2 separate regions of the Mus musculus genome follow, and region 1 is linked to region 2. The links are chromatin contacts, called in public HiChIP or PLAC-seq maps. All regions are on one chromosome and are shown on one strand. The core of a region is the stretch at or near the end of the contact, and the rest is flanking DNA. Distances in the headings are between cores, read along the strand shown. Region 1 holds the start of Bzw2 (basic leucine zipper and W2 domains 2). Region 2 has its middle 120 kb from the start of Mir680-3.

Region 1 (4,710 bases), core at 1,082-3,581, 840 kb before region 2:
TTCTAGATTAAATGGATGAGGACATGCCATGTCTTCAAAATGTCAATGTTGGCTGATCTTCTCCTATCTGCCAGTATTTTCTGAGAGCAATAACGATCCAAAATCCTGAACATGACAAGAATGTATCACTAAGTAAATCCACCTTGTATCTTTGTTCATAGGCTTAGGGGATTAAACCAATGAAAGCCAGCACCTGTACTCTCACAAACCTAGAGGATGAGGTGGCCCAAGAAATACAAGTAATAAGCACACTAATTATGCTTGATACAACCTTAGAATAAATCCATCCAAGAATTCATACTTCTCCTTTCACACACATATTTTCTCCAGCTGCCAATGGGTTTTCACTTTCAAGTGAACATGTGATAGCATTGGCTTGTTTAAAACCAGAATTCCTATCCCTGGTGGATTATGGGTTGAAAGCTGTCCTCTCTTAATTTTGATTGGTACAACAGGCACACAGCCGGGGCTCCAGTTCACTAACCTAAATCCCAGACCCACTAAAGGGAGCAAGAAACTAACCTAGAGACGGCATGAAAGCCAGAACTCATTGACAGCCATGCAGTTCATAGAATAAAAATCCAACCCAGAGCTCTGAGATTTCCAGCAAATATTGATTACCGTGAGAATCATGACTGATTTAGAAGTGAGATCAGTTCCTAGTCGCCTGCTGAGTTCAAACCATTGTTTTCTCTTCTCATACTCTTTAGACACGTGGACAGTCCTTGTTAGGAAGAATACATTTGTCTTCCTATCTGTGATTCTAGATGAGTTTGGCTAAGTAGAAAACTGTAAACCCAGGAGCTCTGTATTACAATGTCTGGCTTCTCTGTCATTCGAGGGCACATGTTTAATTTTTTCACTTAAAGCATCCACATTAATCATGCCCACAGGCACCGCATCCTCTTCTCAGCAAAGTGACAGTGCACGTGGTCACGCTGATGTTACCTGCCAGGTAACGGGGATGCGGCCAGGAACTCATTTGGGACATGCACTCAGGGACTGGTGGGGAAACATGGCTTCTAGTTGGCTTCCTTCCTGCAAGCTGCACAGAGGAGGCGTGGCTCGAATCCACAAAGTGGACTGGGAAGCACCAAGGAGCTCAACAAGATCACTTGAGGTCTAACATCGGACCAAGGTCAGTCGTGTCTGTGGGTGCCTGCGCCGACCTGGGCTACAGGAAGCCAGCCACAGAAGGCCTTGATGCAGAAAGCTCAGGGCGGAACATGCAGAGCGAGTTCTGTGCCCTTATAAAGAACCCCTGTTGCTGAAAGCTCCCTCCACCCGCAGCAGGGGCGGGGATCTGCAAGGGATCCAGATCCTTAAGCCTCCGGAAGTCGAAAGGGCCCTTTATACACCCGACTTGGAGCCTAGAACTACCAGGCCACTGCGGTCTTGACTGATTACGGTCAAAACATCCAATGAGCTGGCAAGCATGCATACGCAAAGACAGGCGCCCAGGGCCACGCGTGACTGTCTAAGATGTGTAGTGACAGTCGGTCGATTTCCAAAAAGCTGATTTAGAGGTCTAAGCTCGGCAACCTAGATCTGATGGCCTCAATTTTTCTGCCTCCCATCTCCCCGCCCCTGCAATCGGTCCCCAGACAGAGACAGAAAGGCTTTTTCCGGATTGCAAGTTGCCCAAGGTCCTCCGGGCCTAGGGCGCGCTCCAGGCTCCTCAATGCCCTGAGACCAGGTGTGCAGCACCCGGATACCAACCCTGCACCCGTACCTTTCCCGATCACTTCCAGCAGTTCCTTTTCCTCCTGGGTCAGCTCGCCTTTCTTTATGTGACCCATCGTTCCCGCCAGCTTGACGCTTATTCTATTTCTTTGGAAAGGTTTTTTAAAAAAACAAGAGACGTGTATGCGTCGTGGAAGACCGCCACAGCAAGGCAACTCGAGGCCGGAGCAGCAGCCCAGTGAAGTGGCAGAGTCGCTAGGGTCTCACGGCTGGGGGCTGGCGGGTGCGGCGAGCTTGAGCGAGCCGGGCTGGCGCTCTCCACAAGTCCCGCCCCCGCGCCTCAATGGCCAGGTCGGGAGGAGGAGCTGCAAGAGGCAGCAAGCGACTCCAATTGGAGCAACCTACGAGGTCCAAACCAAAAGGAGACATTTGGAAGGGGATTCAATACATCTTCTAGGTTTCCTATTCCCATGATAACCTATTAAGAAGTACAGGGACACAGGGTTCCTTGGATTCTAAGGATAGAAGTTCTCTGCCTGGTAGTGACTTCTGTGGGCACGTGCGGAGGCATTGGGATGCAGCTAGACGGGCTGCACTGCCCCTAAGAGTGGCGCGGTTCGGGCAAGGGGCGGGGATAGGGCGGGGCCGGGGCAGGAGGCGGAGCTACACCGGGTTCTGTGTGTCTGTGTCAATGTGTCTGTCCTTCACTCCTCCATTGTCTGCCTCAGCCACTGCCGCCGCCACTGCTGCTGCAGGATCCGCCGCAGCCACCAGTCTCGCGCGTCGTCGCTCCCTCCTTGGACAGGTAAGAGGTGATCAGGTGGGGCGGCGGGAGCCTGAGAGTTGAGCGAGCAGTGACCGCCTCCGAGCCAAGGGGTCCCAGCGGGCTGGAGCTGGCGTGGAGGAAGCATGTGCCACCTGGGGCGGTTGCCTTCCTCTTCATAGAGGAGCCCCCGCGCCGCGCCATCATCCATGCACGTACTGTGTATTAGTGCCTCTCGAGCGAGACCTAGACCTCGCTACGTTTGTCCGCCCCAAGAGCTCCGGGGACCGCGGGCCGGCCGTAAGCTGGCCACGCGGTGAAAGTGGCGGGTGCACATGGTCTCGTGCGTGGCGATCCCCGGGGAGGCCCACTGCCGGGAGGTGAGGGGAACACCCCATGACCAGCGACACTGGGAGAGGCTCGGAGAAGGTAAATTTCTTTTTGCAAACCTAGCCCTCCCCAGTACTTGTCTGTCATTTCTTGCCCTCTGTGGAAGCCATGGAACCTGGACCTGTGGTGTTCGCTAAGGATATTTAGAAGCGACTTACAACTGCTCTGATACTTTGTTGGGGTGTGGGGGTCTTTTTTGCTCTGAGAGAGCTGCCTGTCTTTATAACTCAGGTTTGGGGATTTATGGAACTAGGGAGGGTAGGCTGGAGAGGGCGGGGATTAAATTGGTGTTGCTGTCTATATATAGCCTTAGATTAGTTTCTTAATCCAGCCTTCATTCAACTGTGGTGTGGCTCCTGGAGCGTCCACCGTAGGTAGATAAGAGGTGAATATCGTGTGTACCTTTCTGTGCCTCCGATGCAAGGTACGCTTAAGAAAATATTCAATCATTCCTCCAAGATGCTTATCTGTAGCGTTCTACAGCGTCAATCACTGCTTCTTCGGAAATGACTGTTTAGTTTTGCTGTTGTTTCTCAACAGACTGGTATTGATGTTTCCGTTAAAACACAATTGTGCTAGGGAGAAATACTTGAATAATCATGTAGGTGGTTTTTATTAAGTAGCCCCAGGATCGCTCTTTCATTCCACGGTGCCAAGAATGATGTGAAATGCCTTTTCCTGTGGCCCCTCTACCTCGTTTTGCTCAAAGCGCGTACTAGCACTTCAGAGACCCACAGATGACGTTCCCTATCTCTTATCTTTAACCAAAATCTTTTCTAAACTCCCGCTGCCCATCCCCCAACAGCCACCGACAGACATGAGCTTCAGCTTGGGGAGGGAGGAGCAGATAGATTCTCCCATGAAAATGGTTGGTAATTATTCATCTCAATATATAACAAAGAAACTTTTGTTTGATGATGCTTTAAAAATGATGTAGCTGTTCAAACAAGCAGTAGGGCTTGTGAGAGTGACCAGTGTTGTGTAACACATAATGCTACCGCCACAGCAATTAATGTGCCAGAGGTAGTAGCCACAGACCTAAGAAAATGCCTGAGAGTAACCTCGCCATGTGACTACACATCATTTCATCAGATGCAGAGACAGAATTGGGTACTTAACTGCCAGGGTTTCCATCTCTGGTGCCAAATCTGGGCCATGGTTACTTGAAGGTCACACCTGTTTGTCTCCCTGGGGTTGTCAGTTCCTCGACCGATGGAAACATTAGGTTGTGTTTTAAGCACCTGGTGGGTATTTCGTCTTCTGAATGCATGGCTTTCATTTAGAGTTGATGATATTTACGGACAAAGGAAAACACCCACCCAGAAGTGCAGATAAATCCTATGTTCAGTTTGAATTTTGGAACCAGATACCTAATGGAGAGTGTTCAGAAGGGTTTCAATCGTAGCATAAATATTTAATGTCAAAATTAGATTAGCTAATGAGCTTATTGAAATGTGTTCTCATTAAAGAACTCTATTGATAATGAAATAACTATTCATTTTGACTATCTAATCTGTCCCAGATAGTCTGCCAGATGCTGTGCATAGGATTATTTTAACCATTGTCGCTATATGCCAGGAATCAGCCAGTATTATCTTCATTTATGAACGTATGAACAGAAACTAAAGGAGGTTAATTTGCCCACAGCCCCACATTTGGAAAGTATGGAATCTGGAATTAGATTCTTTCTGATCCGTCTGTAAAAACCTTTCTCGGGGTATGGTGGTACACACCTCTAATCTCAGTATTCTGGAAGCAAAGGCAAGCAAATCTTTCTACAGAGCTGCTAGACAGGGCTATGTTACACAGTAAAACCCTGACTTAGAGATTAAAAATAAAACAAATAAAAACACAGCCAAACTGAATGGGGAGAA
Region 2 (4,583 bases), core at 868-3,367:
GATATGTTCCTCTGCTGGGCTGTCTTGTCTGGTCTCAGTGGGAGAGGATGCACCTAGCATTGAAGAGACTTGATATGCCAGGATAGGGAGGATATCCAGAGGACCCCCACCCACTCAGAAGAGAAGGGAGAGAGGAAGGATTGTGGGATGGGGTGAACTGGAGGAGAAACAGTGAGCTGGATGTAAAGTGAATGAATAAAAAGAAAAAAGTATATGTGGTCAAGGGAGGCAGTTTCATGAGTGAAACCATTTTGTCTGAAAGCATGGAAAACATGGCCTAAACGAAACATGATGTGACTCATGGACTGAGATGTGTTTCTTGTAATAACATACAGAAGAGTGTCCTGGAGTGGAGTGCATATTAAAATGTAGATTGCAGTTCATATCCCAGGTGAAAAAGATGAAGTAAAGTCACATGCTGCTCTGAGACTTCTAAGGAAGGAGACACTAAAGAACACGCACACTCACACAAGGACATACGCACACACACATAGGCACACACACATCGTGCACACACACAAACACATACACACATGCAAATGCACACACAGGCATACACACATGCACACATACACAGGCACACACACACAGAGGCACACATACCCACTCACATACACACAAACACACACTCACACGCAAACACACACAGGTATACACACATACTCACACACACATTCACTCACACATGCACACACACTCATTCATGCATGTACATGCACACACACACACAAATGCACACACAGGCACACACAGACATACACACACACAAGGCCCCCTATGCCTATGTTCCTCTTCCCCTAGACACACACACACTGAGAGGTTTATAAATGCATAGCTGAATCAATGCTATGAGTTAGACATTACTTCTATTTTACCCAAAAAAAACCACCAAAAAATCCTCAAATTAAATGTAGCAAACTTGTTCTGCACCCCATAAATTAGTAATAAAGGGGTCCCTTTGAACCCCATTTTCCTTTGAATGGCCTGTATCCCTGAGGCTATTGTTTTAGAATTACAACTTTTAATGAAGTGATTATTGAAAAAGGTAATTGTGGAATTTCTTTCCATCAAAATGTGATTCCCCATCCCATTTTTAAATAATAACTGTTCACAATCTCCTGTTTTATCATCCAGAGCTACCATGTCTGAAGCCATTTGCCATGTAGATTGCACCTGGAACTTCTTGTACATGTCTAATCTAACTATAAATAATATAAACACCTATTGAAAAGACAGCTATGTTGTCCTTTGCAAAGTCATGTCTTAATATCTGCTATCTAGTGAACAGACCTTTAAAATATATTCATGTGCTTAAATCACTTATACTGGATTTGCAGACAATCTAAACCAAAATATGCAAACGATAGTCTCCAAATGGAGGTGTGTGTGTGTGTGTGTGTGTGTGTGTGTGTGTGTGTGTGTGTAGGTGTGTGTGTGTATGGAGGTGTGCGATAACTGCTTCCCCTATCGAGGTGGCATGAGCAACTTCAGCCTCAAATTTTTAAGTTGAAAAGATAATAACCTCTAAGTCCCTGATAAATCACAAAATACCTTCATGATCTTCATCAAATACAAGAGTACTAGTTCAATGACCATTTTAATGTGATGTTGCCTAGTTTTATGTCAATGTAACACAAGCTTGAGTTATTTGAAAGGAAGGAATCAATTGAGAAGATGCCCCTATAAGTTCCAGCCACAAGGCATTTTCTTAGTTATTGATGTGGGAAGGTCCAGCTCATGGTGGGTGGGGCCACCCCTGGAGTGGTGGTCCAGGGTACTATAAGAAAGCAGGCTGAACAACCCAGAGGAGAAAGCCAGTGAGCAGAGGCCCTCTGTGGCCTCTGCATCAGCTCCTGCCTCCAGGTTTCTGCCCTGTTTGAGTTTCTGCCCTCACTACTTTTGGTGATGAACTGTTATATGGAACTGTAAGGGAAATAAGCTTTTCCTTTCCCCTAGTTGCTTTAGATCATGATGTTTTATTACAGAAATAGTAACTCTAAGACATAAACTACTGTTTATACACTTTGCTGCCATTGCTATGTGAGACTCAATCCCCTGGTAGTGGTTCCCTTTAAGAGAATTTAAAACTAAATGAAGGAAGGAAGACAAAGGGACATGAGTCATATGCTAAGAAAAATAACAACACAGCAAGTTGGCCGCAGATAATTTCCTGAAACCAGTATGTGAAGGAGTGAGTTATGTGAAAGAATAACATGAGCAGGTCCTTTTGTGAAGTGGTAAAATTTCCAAACTAAATATCCATCTCGAGCCGGAGGCAACAAACAAATGGAAGATAAGAAAAAGTCAGAGTGATTTTTTTTTAAAGTTTGCTTTCTCCATTTGCAATGTAATTGAGAAACAAAATAAACGAACAGGCCAATTCCCACTTTAGGATTTATAGTGTCGCAACTTCTGCATAAAAGCTTTAGTAGCGTTGTATACCCTGGTCCCCTTGACCCTGCACTCTGAAAACATCTCCTTGGAAAATCGGAGCTTTTAGTTAATGTTTTTATGGGACATATTCTATGGAAGCCCACAGCAAACACACAAGGCAATTGAATAAATTGCCAGCTGCTAACAATTCTTTCGATAGAGTAAACCCTACTCCTGTTTCAAAAATTATTTTATTGAAAATAGATTTTTTTCATCTAATATTATTCTGATTATAGCTCCCCTTCCAAACTCCTCTCAGGTTCTCCCCATATCCCCTGCCACCTACATCCACACCTCTCTTTCTTTCATTAGAATACAAACAGGCATCTAAAAAACAATGATAAAATGATGATAAAATAAAATAAGATTAAAAACCAAACAAACTGAAATAGGACAAAAGAAACATACAAAAAAAAAAAGCCAAAGGAAAAAACATAAGAAACACAGATAGACACAGGGACACACATATTCCTAAAGAGAGAAAACCCATAAACACAAAATAAAGATTTAAAAAAGAAAAAGAAAGCCCAGACAAAGCATTGCAAGATGGAAAATCTTCCAAAAATACCATTGAATTGCTTTTATCTTGGCCAAGTACTGCTGAGCATGGGGCCTGCTTCTAAGTGTGGCTTGTGTACCCAGTCAGACTCCCTTGGAGAAAACTAACTTTTCCTTTGTAGGGACTTATCATTGGATGGAGTTTCTGATTGTGCTCACTCCCCCTCTCAGTGCTAGGACACACCTGGCTGAGACCCTCAAGCCCAGTGTCACTACCCCTGTGAGATCATGTATGTCAGGCCTGCTGTGTCTAGAAGGACTCATTGCTGTCCTGCTCTTACACTATTTCTCTCTCCTCTCCTGCAGGGTTCCCTGAGCCCTGAGGAGAGGGACTAGCTAGGGTATAAAATAAAAGCTTAAAAAAAAAAAAAAGGCAAAATCAACAACATTCTTTCATGTAGTAAACTCTTTCAGTAACTGTCTCTGGTGTCCACAAACCCCACCAAGGTTTAGAATACTTCCTAGAGTTTCCATTAACTTAGTAAAATACAAAGTAGACCCTGATATTTTCAAAATTGAAAATGAGGTAAGTAATAATATTCTTCCCCGCCCCCCCCCAAAAACCCTTAAGATTATTAACGGAAAACATACGAGATTTCATAAGTTCAGCAAATCAATGGACATAAGATAAAATAGATCAACTATTCTTCAGCATGTTAGCAGTAGCTATTTCTCTCTCTCTCACACACACACACACACAAATACACAAGATAAAACAGAAAAGAAACTATGTGGAAATGCACAGGAATCATGAAAGTCTTTCCAGGGATAATCACATAAACAACAGCTTAGGTAAAATATTCGCCTTGGTAGAAGATAAGATGTCAGCTGGGATCTGGAGCTTAGGTGTGAGAGCTCACAGCTCAAATTTTGAACATTATTTAGAGAGCAAACTGGGAGTGTCATAGGACTTTGAAACCCTTAACTGCAGCCTCAGTGACCCACCTCCTTCAACAAGGCCATGCCTCTTAGGATGTGCTCTATTGAAAGATTACCAACTGGGGCCACATATTCAAATGCCCGAGATTCACTCAGGATGATGTTCTCAAGTTCCATCTGTTTGCCTGAAAAATTCATGATGCCTCGGTTTTTAATAGCGCATAGTATTCCATTGTGTAGATGCACGACATTTTCTTTATCCACTCTTCACTTGAGGGGCATCTAGGCTGCTTCCAATTTCTGGCTATTACTAAATAACGCGGCTATGAACATCATTGAGCAAGTATCTTTGTAAGATGTTGGAGCATCTTTTGAGTATATACTAAGGAGTGGTATAGCTGGGTCTAGAGGTAGAACTACTCCCAGTTTCTGAGAAAACATCACATTGATTTCCAAAGCGGCTGAACACGTTTGTACTCCCACCAGCAATGGAGGAGTGTTCCCCTTTCCCTATGTCCTCTCCAGCATGTGCTATCTCTTAGCCTCTCTGATGGGTATAAGATGGAATCTCAGAGCTGTTTTGATTTGTATTTCCCTGATGACTAAGGACTTTGAACATGTCTTTAAGTGCTTGTTGGCCATTCAAGGTTTCTCTCTTGAGAATTCTCTGTTTAATTCTGTACCCCATTTTTAAAATTGTGTTACTTGGGTTG

What was found. HiChIP or PLAC-seq counts read pairs in DNA pulled down with a chosen protein or histone mark.
Region 1: an H3K4me3 HiChIP or PLAC-seq map of bone marrow-derived macrophages shows a contact between it and region 2, with 4 times the contacts expected there. The contact joins the promoter of Bzw2 here to the enhancer-like site in region 2. A contact is called at or near these places in 5 of 39 promoter capture datasets (3T3-L1-derived adipocytes, hippocampal neurons, liver and 1 more), 1 of 484 Hi-C or Micro-C datasets (bone marrow-derived macrophages) and 4 of 115 datasets of contacts at active chromatin or transcription factors (the NIH/3T3 cell line, astrocytes, bone marrow-derived macrophages and 1 more).

What each region holds. Positions count from the first base shown.
Region 1 is chr12:36,154,446-36,159,155 of GRCm38.p6, reverse strand. Bzw2 (basic leucine zipper and W2 domains 2) reads left to right here and starts at 2,331. Exons shown (of 12, transcript NM_025840.3): 1 at 2,331-2,488. It overlaps Ankmy2 (ankyrin repeat and MYND domain containing 2), which reads right to left and starts at 2,032. Exons shown (of 10, transcript NM_146033.3): 1 at 1,733-2,032. The coding sequence starts at 1,799.
Region 2 is chr12:35,314,810-35,319,392 of GRCm38.p6, reverse strand. No RefSeq gene overlaps it. Among named protein-coding and RNA genes, the nearest start is that of Mir680-3, 120 kb to the right of the region's middle. Within about 2 kb of position 2,117, at least 28 of the 459 cell types and tissues checked have an H3K27ac peak or open chromatin away from gene starts, as enhancers often do. A contact at or near this core is called in bone marrow-derived macrophages, where this site is marked.